4 separate regions of the Mus musculus genome follow, and all the other regions are linked to region 1. Evidence: chromatin contacts called from public Hi-C and promoter capture Hi-C data. All regions are on one chromosome and are shown on one strand. Each heading gives the region's core, a stretch centred on a gene start, on an enhancer-like site or on the middle of the called end of the contact. The rest is flanking DNA. Distances are from core to core; before and after follow the strand shown. Region 1 holds the start of Twnk (twinkle mtDNA helicase). Region 2 holds the start of Wbp1l (WW domain binding protein 1 like). Region 3 holds the start of Cox15 (cytochrome c oxidase assembly protein 15). Region 4 holds the start of Cnnm2 (cyclin M2).

Region 1 (3,268 bases), core at 46-2,545:
CCGGGGGATGGTGGTCTCTACATACTGTACTCCATTTTCCTGACCCTCAGCCCCTAGTAGCTTCAGGCCACGTAATCCTGAGCTCCCAGGGGTGAACCAAGGGAAGACCAGACTTCGAGCAGATCGAAGATAGCGGACACTGAATCGCCTGAGTGTGTCATCTGTCACCTTGGTAAGGCCAAACATCACACGAGCTAGCTGGGCTTCCTCAGGGTCTGGAAGCTCCCAAAGAGGTATGGCTCGGTTCCAGATCCTCAAGACCTCCTCCCTAACCTCAGCTTCTGGGCCTTCCCTAAGTAGGACACCCTCTTTGGCCCCATCCCCTCGTCCCTCCACACTGGCCTGCAAGTCTTCCCAGCTCCCTTCTGCTAGGCTGGTCATGCAAAGAAAGTGTCCTGTGGTCTTGTCAATGAAGAGGCAGAAGGAAGTGGGAGCGTCCTTTTTCTCATTTTTGATGTCTGAGGACACCACAAAGGGACTTGGTGCTCGAAGGCAGCTGTGGCCATCCTGGAAGGGGATCCCATGTGCACGTAAATACTGGCGGATTTCAGTCGTAGTCACCGGCGACACTGGCATCTCTAAGGCTGGGAGCGCTTCTTTTCTGTACCTTCTGCGGGGAGGGCCTGGCGCCAAGCTTCTGGGCAGGCCCCTCCTACCCACCCACTCGCCACGCAGTGGCAGCAAGATCCGGAGGGGATATGCACGTCGGAGAAGAAGCCACATTCCTAATGGAGTGGGACGCCACTACTGCAAAAGCTTTTGTTGTCTGGTTCAGTGCCTTCACTAAACCAGACCCTAGGAAACCTTCTACAAGGCACTCGCAGAAATCACTCCTACTGGCTTTTCTCTTTATCCCTCCTCAAACTTCTTCACGAACACAGTTCTTACTCCCCTCGGTTGCCTGTGTATTGCTACTTCATCCCTACACACCTACACTGCCCTTTCGCGTCTACGCCTCTCTCTGAGGATTCTCCTATCTCTAGGTCCTTTACGGATTTCTCTCCACCAGCTCACTTCTAGATCCTTCTACGGTCCCTCGATCTAAACGGCTTCTCTGTATCATCTCTTCACGTCTACTACCCCTCTACGGACTCTCCTGGCTAACCTCATCTCTACCGCTTTCTGCATCCCGTCTGAACCCCAACTCCAGGCGCTCCGAGCCCCCAGCGCTCACAGGCACTCTCCACACTGCTGGAGGTCACGCGCTCCGGCCCGGCTTCCTCACTGGCTCCCTTGCTCTGCCCTCCACTTCAAAGCTCCACGCTCCCGCCCCCAGCTTCGCGTCACCACTCTCCTTTCTAGTGTTCTGTCCGCAACGTGGGTCGCCCGCTCGCACGCGCTACTCGCGGTGACTCCGGAAGCAAAACTCTCCAGGGCGCCCATGCCACAACCCCGGAACCGGAAGTCACCGGTTAGTCCCGCCCCCCGGCTCCGCGTCCTGGCTCTCTAACCGTAGCCATGACCGGTCGCGGGACTTCGAGCCGCTTTCTGACCAGCGTCCTCCATAATGGGCTAGGGCGTTACGTGCAGCAGCTGCAGCGCCTCAGCCTCAGCCTCAGCCGGGATGCGCCCTCGTCCCGCGGCGCCAGGTGAGGCACGCGGAAGCGGGAGCGCCGGAAAGGGAGGCGGGGAGCTATGGGGCTGGGTTCGGGCCACCGTACTCACCTTCGCCGGGTCTCGCAGGGAGTTCGTGGAACGCGAGGTGACCGACTTCGCCCGACGGAACCCAGGAGTCGTAGTATACGTGAACCCGCGCCCGTGCGCCATGCCACGAATAGTGGCCGAATACCGTGAGTGGGGCCGAGCTAGGGCGGGGGTGGGCGGCGCGGGATCCCGGCTTGCCCGCTGCGTTCTGTTTGTCTGATTTCCGACCTGGCGCCTTCCACTCATCCCCTCCACGTCCCTCTCCCAGTTAATGGGGCTGTGCGCGAGGAAAACGTCAACAGCAAGTCGGTGGAGGAGATCAAGTCGTTGGTGCAGAAGCTGGCAGACCAGTCCGGCTTGGATGTGATCCGCATCCGCAAGCCCTTCCACACGGACAACCCGAGCATCCAGGGCCAGTGGCACCCCTTCACCAACAAACGGACTGCCCTCCACGGGCTGCGGCCCAGAGAACTCCGGGATTCTGCTCCAGCTTCGATGCAAGCACAGTAAAGAACCAGGCGCTTTGGACCGTGAGAGGGATAGGATTGGTTCCTCTTTTGGATTTCAAGCTCAGGCCGAGTAGGTGGGTGGAGCCTACCAGCCGGGGCGTGGCCTGAGATAAAGAAGAACCTTTTCCTTTGCCCACTTGTAGCTAGGTGCAGTGACCTTGTGAATACCCTAATTCTGATTCAATTGGCCTCCTTGCAAGCTGAGATGTGAGAAGTGTACAACACTTGTACAAGGACCGTGTTTTCTGAAATACGAATAATAATGACTTCAAAACACATGAAAGAGTCTGGAGGCTGTCTTCTGAAGGACACGGGATGCCCTGTTGCTCTTGCTGGTATGGCATTGGGCAAGGCACCTTATATCCGTGTTTGTGTGCAGTTTAGGAAGTTGAAGATGAGCCTGGCGTTGGTAGTGCATAACCTTTAATCCCAGCATTTGGTTGGCAGAGGCAGATGAATCTCTGCGTTTAAGGCCAGCTTGGTCTACAGAGTGAGTTCCAGGACAACCCAGTCTCAAAAACTAAAAATGAAATAAAAAAGAAAAAGAAAACTGAAGTCATTAAGACTATATTTGAAGGGGCTGGTGAGATGGCTCAGCAGGTAAGAGCACCCGACTGCTCTTCCAAAGGTCCTTAGTTCAAGTCCCGGCAACCACATGGTGGCTCACAACCATCTGTAAGAAGATCTGATTCCCTCTTCTGGTGTGTCTGAAGACAGCTGCAGTGTACTTACATATAATAAATAAATCTTTAAAAAAAAAAGCAGTGTTTAAAAAAAAAAGACTATATTTGAAGATTGATTATCTATCATGTGTATAAATACATGCCTGCATGTATTTCTGTGCACGGTGCGCATGCAGTGTCCATGGAGGCCAGAAGACAGTGTAGGGTCCCCTGGAACTGGAGTTACAGGCAGTTGTGAGCCACCATGTTGGTGCTGGGAATTGCACTTGTGTCTTTTAAAAGAACAGTCAGTCTTTTATCCACCTGAGCCATCTCTCTAGCCTCTCAAAGTCACAATTCAAAAATTTGTACTTTTTCTCAAGATGTAGATCTCACTATGTAGCTCTGGTTGTCCAGGATCACTATGTAGACCAGGCTGGCTTCAAACTCACA
Region 2 (2,968 bases), core at 49-2,548, 1.6 Mb before region 1:
TTTGGGTGTTTTTCTTGTTTTGTTTCTTGAAGAGGATATTCGGGAGAAAAATAAGATACGTATGTGAAAGGGCTGCCCTTGAGCTCTAAGGGGAAAGGTAAGAATTCTGCTAACAATTTCTGCTCTTCAGCGTGATGTGACGTGCTAAGCTGCACAGGCTGTCCCTGTGCCTGTGGAAAACAGACAATGATGGGAAGAAAGGGGAGAAACCAAAGGAAACGATAGAAGCTTTGCCAGATTTAACAGGGGAGGGGTGATTCCCCCTACAGCACCCCACCCAATCTGGCACCAAGAGTAACGCTTCAATTAGGGTTTCGAAACGCCAGCCCAAGCTAGAATCAGCATAAGCAGGCATCTCGGCCCTGGACTCAGGAAGAGCAAGCCACCCAGCAAGAAAAGCTAGGGTGCTCCACTTGCTGCCGATATTGGCATCGGAACCACCCTCTGCTCAAAAGCCCTGAGCTGGCTCGCTCGGATCAGCACTAGTGACTTCTTCCCAGGACAGCTAGCCTAACAGCACGGTTTTCTCACACTCAAATGTGCCCCTCCTCCTGAGGGGTTACTACTTCATCCCTACTATCTCCCAAGAACCTTACCTCCAGCAACAGCCCACCAACGTACTATGCCTTACAGCATTAAAAATAAGAGTCAGGATGCCCTCAGAACTTTTCCTTTGTCCAGCCTGAAATAAATACCATGCTGAGCCCTCCTCCCTCTGGGGCCAGTGCAGTAACCTGGGATCCCAGCACACACTGGTGTGCACACAGTCTCTGGCTCCGGACTCTACTGCGGAGCAGAAATAGGGCCCACGGGCGCCAGTGTGCGGCGATCTCCGCGAAGAGTCCTCCAGAGCACCTACCATAACTACCCTCTCAAAGGACCCTCAAGTCGCCTGGCACCATTGCCTCTGCCACCTTCTTGACATCCAACTCGTCACAGGTGTCCCTCAGCTAAACATCAACACCCCCACCCTTCACCTGGTCCACCTTAGCCATGGGCTTCCCTCCCGAAAACACTCAACTCCTTGCAAACAAACCTCTTTGAGACCCCCCTCCAACCAGGCCTCGACCGCCCCAGACCCCCAAGCTAGCCCAGAAGCCCTCCCCTTACCTGCGGGGGCTCAGCCCTCACTGACAGGGGGCTGGGCAGCGCCTGGAGGAGCAGGAGCGCCATGCCACCCAGGAGCCTTCTCCTCTCCATCCCCCTCCTGCTCCTGCTCCTCCGCCACGGCGCCGCCACCCCTCCTCCTCCCTCTCTTCTTCCCTCTGCTTCCTCCTTCCCTTCTTTTCCTGTTTCGCTCTGCCCTCCCGCTTCCGGCTCGGCTCCACCCCGCCCCAGGCAAAGGGCCCGCCCAGATGCAGGGGAGGGTCTCCAGCTCCCGCGCCTCATTGGCTCCTACTTTCTGTCCATTGGTCAAAAGAACTGTGAGTCAAATACCAGTCCCAGCCACCCTCGTGCTAGGTGATTTGGCCAATGAAAAGTGGGAGGAAGCTGGGCCATCTTGAATGCTGCGAGGTGCAGAAAAGTGCAGAGCGCCCCGCCCCGCAGAGAGTGGCGGAAGTAACAGGAGCTAGGGACACGACCACCCGGATGCATTGAAAAGGTTTACAGTATTTCAGTCATTTTGAGTGTGGCGGAAATGTTATGTTCCCACAGTTAAGTGGAGGTAAAAGAAAGAAAGAAAAAAAAAAGTGGTGAGGTATAATGATTCTAAAGCGTGCTTCCAACTGCAGTCTATAAGCCTTTGGTGCTTTTTGTATTAAAATAAGTAGAGGTAAAAGAAAGAAAGAAAAAAAAGTAGTGAGATATAATGATTCTAAAGCGTGCTTCCAACTGCAGTCTATAAGCCTTTGGTGCTTTTTGTATTAAATTACAGGAAGCCCTATTATCAGGATCCTTTTTCCAAGCTCACTACCCAAGCAGCAGCTTTGAGTCATTTGAGTCCCCTATTAAATAGCACCTCTCTTAGCGATAGTGCTCTGCTACCCCCAAGTTTCAAGGACAAAACTCTTCAGACCCTACTCAGAAATAGCTCTGAGACCCACCAATCATTGCTTCATCCATGTTATCTTCCGGCTAAATGAAAATGGCTTCCCTTTGCCCCTCCACACACCGCAAGGACAATACTAGTCCACACAAACCCACACATCACCATGTAGCTGCTTCAATTTGAGAATTCTTGTCCAACAGGGCAGGAGGATGTATCACTCTGTGGTAAATGGCTTGCATGGGCAAGGCCCTGAGTTCAGACCCTGGTATGGGCCATAAGGAACAGAGAAAGGGAAGAGATAGAGGGAGGAAGAGAGGGAAAAAGAAAGAAAAAATTACACTTCAATTAGTTACAGGATGTACTTGGCTAGTTTTTGATGTAGGGTCTCTTCCTGTTGTCCATACAAGCCAGAAACTAGGTAACTCAGGCTGTCCTCAAAGTTGTGTTAGTAGTTCCCATGCAAAGCCCTCCTGCTCATTATAACTGCTGTTCAACACCTTACAGGCCAACTCAACTAAATGGATAAGGGTTTGGCAGCGGGTGGGGGTGTGGCTGCTGCCGAACCGACCTTGGCTTTCTAGGAGGGACAGTGAAAGTGTTCTGGATTACAGTAGTGACAACTGTAGCACTTTGTGACTGGACTGAACGTTACTAAACCATACAATTTAAAGGGCTGGATTTGGCTAGGTGTGGAGGTGCATAGCTGTAATCTCAGCACTCACGACTGCATAGCCTGAGCTTCATCGAAAGGAAAATACCAATTTCATGCTGTCTGAGTTCCATTTTACTGTCTAAGTGGGTGTGGGGTTAAATCACAGCTGGGATCTCGGCACTCGAAGTCCTTTGGTACAACTGTGTGGTGTCAGATGAATGCTGGCAGCGTTATATCCTCGGGCTCCATCTCAGACCTACAGAACCGGAAGCTGGGATGAGCCTTTCCACCTGTTTTCACAACATCTTCGGATGACCATAGTGCAC
Region 3 (3,269 bases), core at 100-2,599, 1.3 Mb after region 1:
AAGTTGGAAGGAGAGAATTAACTCGACAAAGCTGTCCTCAGACCTCCACACACTTACTATGGCACATGTACCCACCCCCACACAATAATTACCAACACACTTTTAAAGTGTTTAATTCATGCTTCATGTATTGATCTCTGCGAGAACAGTCACCACATTCTAATAGTGGTTACTCCTGGGCAATGAATTTGGAATTATTTTTACCTTTCTATATTGCTTGACTTCTTCTACCTGATATTGCTTTTATGATGAAAGATTACTTGGAGAAACAAACAAAAATCTGTCACCTCCTAATAAGTTGCAATAGTCATTGATTTAATAAAAGACTATCAGTCCCATAGATTAGGATTCAAACATTAACCAATGGTCGTAAACAACAATACAGTAACTCCACAAATCTGGTAACAGCCCCACCAGTGGGGCTGAAGATGCTGAAGGAGTATCAGGAGCTCCATACAAAAGTATGGGAATGTCTACAAACTGTTGCAACAGGAGCCTGAGCAAAAAGCAAAAAGTAGGGATCAAAAAAGACATTTGAAGCAGTAGTGCTCAAAGTTAGAGACTCCAGATGGCTTTGGGGAGTCTGTGTCTGTATTTGCCTCTTGGGAGCGGACTGCAGCTTTAGAACACTTAAACACGCTGAGACAGGTATGAGAATCCAACTACCTTCCATCAAGTGAGATATTAAAAGAGATTTGCAAAATACAGAGCATTGCCCCTTTTGCTGTTTTGTTTAGGGATATTTATCCTTCATAAAAGTTATTTGTCTTGACATATTAATAGGCATATCTCCCGCAGGAAGCAACCAGTCATCTGTTACGCAATGGCTGTGGGAACGGATCCCACTCGCCACCCTCGGTGGCAGCTCTAGGTTGTAGAGCTGTCACCACACTTTTATTATCTACCACAGAGACAGGGAGGTGGTATGGTGCCCTCTTGTGGCCCTAGGGGCGGCGGGACGCTGAGGGCACTTGCGAGACTGGCGGGGATCCAGGAGCAGCTGAGGGACTGCGTGACTGCCCGGGACTCCGGAGCACTGAGAAACTCGACCGCGGGAAAGCCTGGCAAGCCGGGACCCACCCCGGGGTCCACCGGCCGACCGCCCCCCTGCCCCGCCACCTTCCGCACCCGCCTTCCCCGACGATATCCACGCCTGTTTCCGCTCGCAAGAAGCCCCTTTCTTCATGCTTCCCGCGTTCCTCCCTCGCTCGCCTTCGGTTTCCACTGAGTCCCCGCGGCCGCGCGAGCGACGGAGGAGGCGCGTCCCCGACGCCCGTGCCCGGCAGCCTCCCAGGGAGTCGTGCGTGCACGCGCAGTGGCCAACCTAGCGCGAGGGGGCGCGCACGACGCCTGACCCGGAAGTGCTTGTTCTTTCGGGAGCGGAGAAGCGGACCGCAGCTCGCTGGGGCGCTCCGGCAGTGGCGCTGTACTGTCAGCATGCAACGGTTGCTCCTTCCGTCCCTGAGGGCCTTGACGGGGAGCCGCAATGTCGGGCTCCTGGTCCCTAGGGTGGCGTCCAGAACACAGGTACCCACTCCTGCTGGCTCGGATCACGGAAGCCGGGCTGGGATAAAAAAGGCCAGGATAAAGTAAACGGACCGCCCTGCAAGTCCGGCTCGCCTTCTCATTTCAGGACATATTTCCTTGTGTCCCGACACCTCCCTGAATGCGGATCCGGAAATATTACCCACTGCTGTGTATGACTGACCAATTTACTTAGCTTTTAAGTTTCAATTTCCTTTTCTGTAGAATGGGAGAACGACCTGTTACACAAGGTGTTTGTAAGGATTAAAATTTTAAATATACATCAAACCCTTAGCACGTGATAAAGGCTCAGTAATTTTTCTTTTCTTTTTATTTTATTTATTTATGCATTTATTTGCACATTTGGTTTTTGCTAAAAGCCACCAGGCAGTCAGGAACTCCTATGTAGCCCCATTCCACAGTGAAGGAAATTGAGACTTACTTTAAGTTGCTTGTCTAAGATACCCAGTTACTTAGAAGTAGGAAACTGAACATACTTTTTTTTTTTTTTTTTTTTTTTTGGTTTTTCGAGACAGGGTTTCTCTGTGTAGCCCTGGCTGTCCTGGAACTCACTTTGTAGACCAGGCTGGCCTTGAACTTAGAAATCCACCTGCCTCTGCCTCCCGAGTGCTGGGACTAAAGGTGTGCGCTACTACCGCCCGGCCAACATATTTTTGCTCTTAGTGTTAGACTCAAAAGAAGACATGTATTCTCTTCTCTGATAATCAGTAGTAAAAGGTGAAAGATCTTTATGGTGTGAAGAGAAACCAGAGAATTCTAGAGTTTGTTATGTTCCTGGAAAAAAAAATATGCCCACATAGTGCCTGCCCTTGAGGAGTCAGTTCATTCAATTGTTAGTTCGAGTACCAAATATGTATTAGGTCTTGCTGTGTAAGGACCCAGTACTACAAAGGGAGCAAGAGGAAGAGCTCCCAGCTTAGTGGGGCATAGGGACAGATCACCTGATACATGACTGTGTGTTAAGGCTTGTGGTAGGGAAGGTACTTTGTGCTGTGACAGTAACCTGTTGTAAGATCCAGGAAAGTCTGGGGCATAACGATGCCAGCCCCGATCTCCAGTGGGTAGTATAAATGGAAGTGTGTGGGAGGGAATAGCACATTTAGAGACTGAGAACCCAGTAAGAAAGGGCTCAGTAGTGCAGATGAGAGTCGGTGATTAACCAGAGCGGTAGCTGTGAAATGCAGCCTTACAGGGGCTTTACTCCAGTTAAATTGAGGATAAGTGTTGGTAGCAGATTCTTCAGTTACGATTTTCTGTCTTGCTCCTTAGTGTGGCAGCAGCTGTGGCAGCCAGCGTCCTCTGAGGCCAGGACAGTACAGCACCATCACTGAAGTGGCTCTGCAATCCGGAAAAGGGACAGTGTCCCTTCCTTCGAGGGCAGCCGAGCGGGCGGTGGGCCGATGGCTTCTGGTGTGCAGTGGGACAGTGGCTGGAGCAGTTATTCTGGGAGGAGTGACCAGGTGAGTCATTTACTCTTGGTGAATCAGGTTATCAGCCAAAAAGGGAGCGTTGGGCCTCATCTACTCTAGCTCGCTCCATTACAGATGGGGAAACTGGTAGCCTGCTCTGCCTTAGAACAGGTTGGCTTTTTATTAGTAGGAGTTTCATTATCAGGACCAGTTTCAGTCTTAACTGTTGCTGGGCGTTGTTTCTATATATTTTTACCTCTCCAGTGTTAAGATCATACATAAATCACAGCCGCTTCATGTATCTCTTAGGTTGTC
Region 4 (2,929 bases), core at 101-2,600, 1.8 Mb before region 1:
GTTTGCTAACCGGATAAGAAGCGGGGAATGTCATCATCATGAAAAACTTGGTGAGGAAGATGGTGTTGGCCCCTACCGCCAGGCCGTGTCGGGAGCAGATGGCTTGGGGCACGATTTCTCCGAAGATGACGATGCCAATGGTGGAGACCACCACCGCCACAAGGCCTGAGCCCGCAATGTCGTCCAGCAGGATGGTGAGCGTGGTGTTGACCAGTACGTTGCCCAGCAGCAGCGAGCACAGCAGGTAGTTGCCCTGCCTGCGCACCGGCTCGATGCGCTTGGCATAATTCTTCTCTTTCTCCGTGCCGCAGTTTTGCACGATGCGCAGCTCCATCGGGTCCAGAGCCATGAGCCCCAGGTTGAGGCCGCTGAACATGCCCGACAGGCACAGCAGCAGCGAGATGAAGATCACTTGCAGCCAGAAGGGCAGCAAGAACTTCTTCTCCTCGCCCACTATCATCTTGGTGTCCTCACCGTCGTGGTAAATCCAGGTGGTCTCGGCCCACGGAGGAGGCGGGAGTCCGGCCACCCCCGCGCCACCCTTGCCCCCGACGGTGCCACTCGCAGACCCGGAGCCGCCGGCGCCTAGTGCGGGCGTGGAGAGAGACGTGCACAGGTAATAAGACTTGCTCTTCTCCATCTTGCGCAGCGGTTTAATCTCGATCTCGATGATGCCCGATGTGCGGCGATTGAGAATGATGTGGGGCAAGATGATGATGTCTGAGGTGCGGATGCCGCAGCGCTGGGGGCCGCTGTCCGGCTCCGGAGGCGCGGGGCCCCCCAGCCCACGCTCGCTGGGTGTGTGCCGGCGCCGCTCGTGCTCAGTGAAGGCGATGCGGGACCACGTCTCGTTGTTGATGTTCTGCCCGTACACCCGCAGCTTGACCCGGGTCCGCTCGCTCACCCGCAGAGCACCCCCTTCCATGAACGACACGTCGTTCGTATCCTCCAGCCGCAGCCCGATGATCACGGTCTCCTCGTTCTCGCCGGCCGCTGTGCAGCCGCCCGCTCCCCAGCAGCAGCTCAGCAGTAGCAGCGGCAGCAGCCGGCCCGCAGCTGCTTGCAGGACCCCCCGGCCGCGGGCACTGAGGCTGCGGCGCGCCGCCATCTTCCAAGTGGGCAGTGCGGCGGCTGCCTGCCCGCCCGCCATCTTTACTTCGGGTTCACAAGCGCCACAGCCAATCATAGGGTGGCTGCTCCAGCTGAGGCTTCATCCTTCCCACCCGGCGGCGCGAGCGCAGGCACCGGCGCCCGAGCAGGACTGCAACCGCGCGTTCGCGCCCAGCCCTTAGCTGTCCTTCTCTCTGAATGACACTGATTCGGACTGAGCCAGCTGAGGAACCCCCGGGCTCGAGGGAGGAGGGAGCGGAGGGAGGGGCGTGCTAGCCTCTCCCGCGAGAGGCAGGTCTGCCAGCCAATCAAGAGCGGGTGCCCGCCTTCCCAGCCAGGGGGCTGGAATGGGGGCGTGGTCGCAGTCGGCGTGCCGCACCAATGGCACGGGAGGTGGGCGGGGAGATGAGGGCCACTGTCCTCCTCTGCATGCCAAGTTTCCAACTGAAAGGCGCGTGACTCTTGTGTATGCGCGGGGAGGAGGCGTGGCCATCCCGGATGCAAGAGCCAGTCAAAGATGAGCGCTGTAGGGATGGGGGCGTGGTCTTCCTCCAGGCGGCCAATGAAAGGGAGCGGTCCGCGGGTGCGGCGCTCCCTGTGGGGTCTCTGTAGTAGATCCTCGCGCGCGGCTTGGCAGCCCTGCAATACTGCCCTGAGGCGCGAGGCCTCGGGTCCTTGCTGCAGGGACTTGCGGGCTCCACGGGGCTCCGTGTCGCCGCAGAATGGGCTGAGCCCTCCTTCCCTGGGAGCACCAGAGCCGGACTGGAGACAGCTTACGATGCACATAGCCTAAAACCAAATCGGGATACTAGTCAAGCCCCCCAGCCCACTACCCCTGCATGCGGTTCCTCTGGAGATTCGCGGTGACAGGGTGGCCCTAGCAACGCCGAGGACCTGCGGTCTCCGTGACTCTGTGAGCCCTCAGCTGCTCACGATCATGTGGCGCCACCTGCCGGCCCTCACGGACGACCTTTGCTGTTTTCTAGCTCTCAACAAACCTCTCAAAGTGTGGTCAGCTTCCCAAACTTTGTCATCACAGGGATTCTCCTGTAGTCCTGCTATAATCACAGAATGAGATGGACCCTATTTTTGGTTTTGTTTTGTTTTGTTTTGTTTTGTTTTTTAACGTGCACCCAGGCAATTTGGGGAAATAGGAAGGGGAGAGCAACCTGAGAAGGCCCATGAAAGCTTATTATGAAATGCACAGGTCAAACGCTGTTAGCTCCGGAGAAGATTCATTGTGGAGCACAGCTCACCAGGACTCTCAAGTCCATTGCATCAGACTAGATGCGGTAGCACAGTAGCTCCCAAACTGAACTTTCTGCCTCCCAACTGAAGCGCGTTTTAAAATGTTTTTCCTGATCTTACTTTGTATTCCATAAACACAATACTCTTCCTTTTTTGTGAACACCCACAGTGTTTTTTATAATTTCCAGGACGAGTGATTTCTGGGCTCATTTCAGCGGTATCCTCGCAATTCTCTCTTTTTTTTTTTTTTTTTTTTTTGTTGTTTTGTTTTGTTTTGTTGTTGTTTACAGGGTTTCTCTGTATAGCCCTGGCTGTCCTGGAGCTCACTTTGTAGACCAGGCTGACCTTGAACTCAGAAATCCGCCTGCCTCTGCCTCCCGAGTGCTGGGATTAAAGGCGTGCGCCACCACGCCCGGCCGCAATTCTGTCTTCTTTTATGCTTGTCCTCAACCATTCCCCTGACCTTCCAACTAATGACTTGTCAACCCAGGGCCCATTGCTCCCATATTTGAGCCCTCCCCTAACTCCTCATCTCCTGACAAAAGCCAGAGTGCTCTCATCGCCTACAAGG

Evidence for each region. Promoter capture Hi-C pulls out the DNA fragments that hold promoters and counts their contacts. A called contact is a pair of places that touch in the nucleus more often than the background predicts. Capture Hi-C pulls out chosen DNA fragments and counts their contacts.
Region 2: a contact with region 1 is called in a Hi-C map of B cells, with 8 read pairs. The contact joins the promoter of Wbp1l here to the promoter of Twnk in region 1. A contact is called at or near these places in 2 of 39 promoter capture datasets (liver and pre-B cells) and 1 of 484 Hi-C or Micro-C datasets (B cells).
Region 3: a contact with region 1 is called in a promoter capture Hi-C map of liver, with 2.4 times the contacts expected there. The contact joins the promoter of Cox15 here to the promoter of Twnk in region 1. A contact is called at or near these places in 2 of 39 promoter capture datasets (hippocampal neurons and pre-B cells), 2 of 115 datasets of contacts at active chromatin or transcription factors (embryonic forebrain and pancreatic cancer cells) and 1 of 9 other capture datasets (liver).
Region 4: a promoter capture Hi-C map of pre-B cells shows a contact between it and region 1, with 2.0 times the contacts expected there. The contact joins the promoter of Cnnm2 here to the promoter of Twnk in region 1. A contact is called at or near these places in 1 of 39 promoter capture datasets (pre-B cells) and 1 of 9 other capture datasets (liver).

Annotation. Positions count from the first base shown.
Region 1 is chr19:45,004,585-45,007,852 of GRCm38.p6, reverse strand. It overlaps Twnk (twinkle mtDNA helicase), which reads right to left and starts at 1,295. Exons shown (of 5, transcript NM_153796.4): 1 at 1-1,295. The coding sequence starts at 723. Mrpl43 (mitochondrial ribosomal protein L43) reads left to right here and starts at 1,411. Exons shown (of 3, transcript NM_053164.3): 1 at 1,411-1,589; 2 at 1,684-1,790; 3 at 1,913-2,839. The coding sequence starts at 1,459. The coding sequence ends at 2,154.
Region 2 is chr19:46,597,436-46,600,403 of GRCm38.p6, reverse strand. Wbp1l (WW domain binding protein 1 like) reads right to left here and starts at 1,298. Exons shown (of 5, transcript NM_001177812.1): 1 at 1,111-1,298. The coding sequence starts at 1,200.
Region 3 is chr19:43,751,080-43,754,348 of GRCm38.p6, reverse strand. It overlaps Cox15 (cytochrome c oxidase assembly protein 15), which reads left to right and starts at 1,349. Exons shown (of 9, transcript NM_144874.4): 1 at 1,349-1,527; 2 at 2,815-3,005. The coding sequence starts at 1,438. It overlaps Cutc (cutC copper transporter), which reads right to left and starts at 1,326. Exons shown (of 9, transcript NM_001113562.1): 1 at 1,129-1,326. The coding sequence starts at 1,186.
Region 4 is chr19:46,760,030-46,762,958 of GRCm38.p6, reverse strand. It overlaps Cnnm2 (cyclin M2), which reads right to left and starts at 1,350. Exons shown (of 8, transcript NM_033569.3): 1 at 1-1,350. The coding sequence starts at 1,186.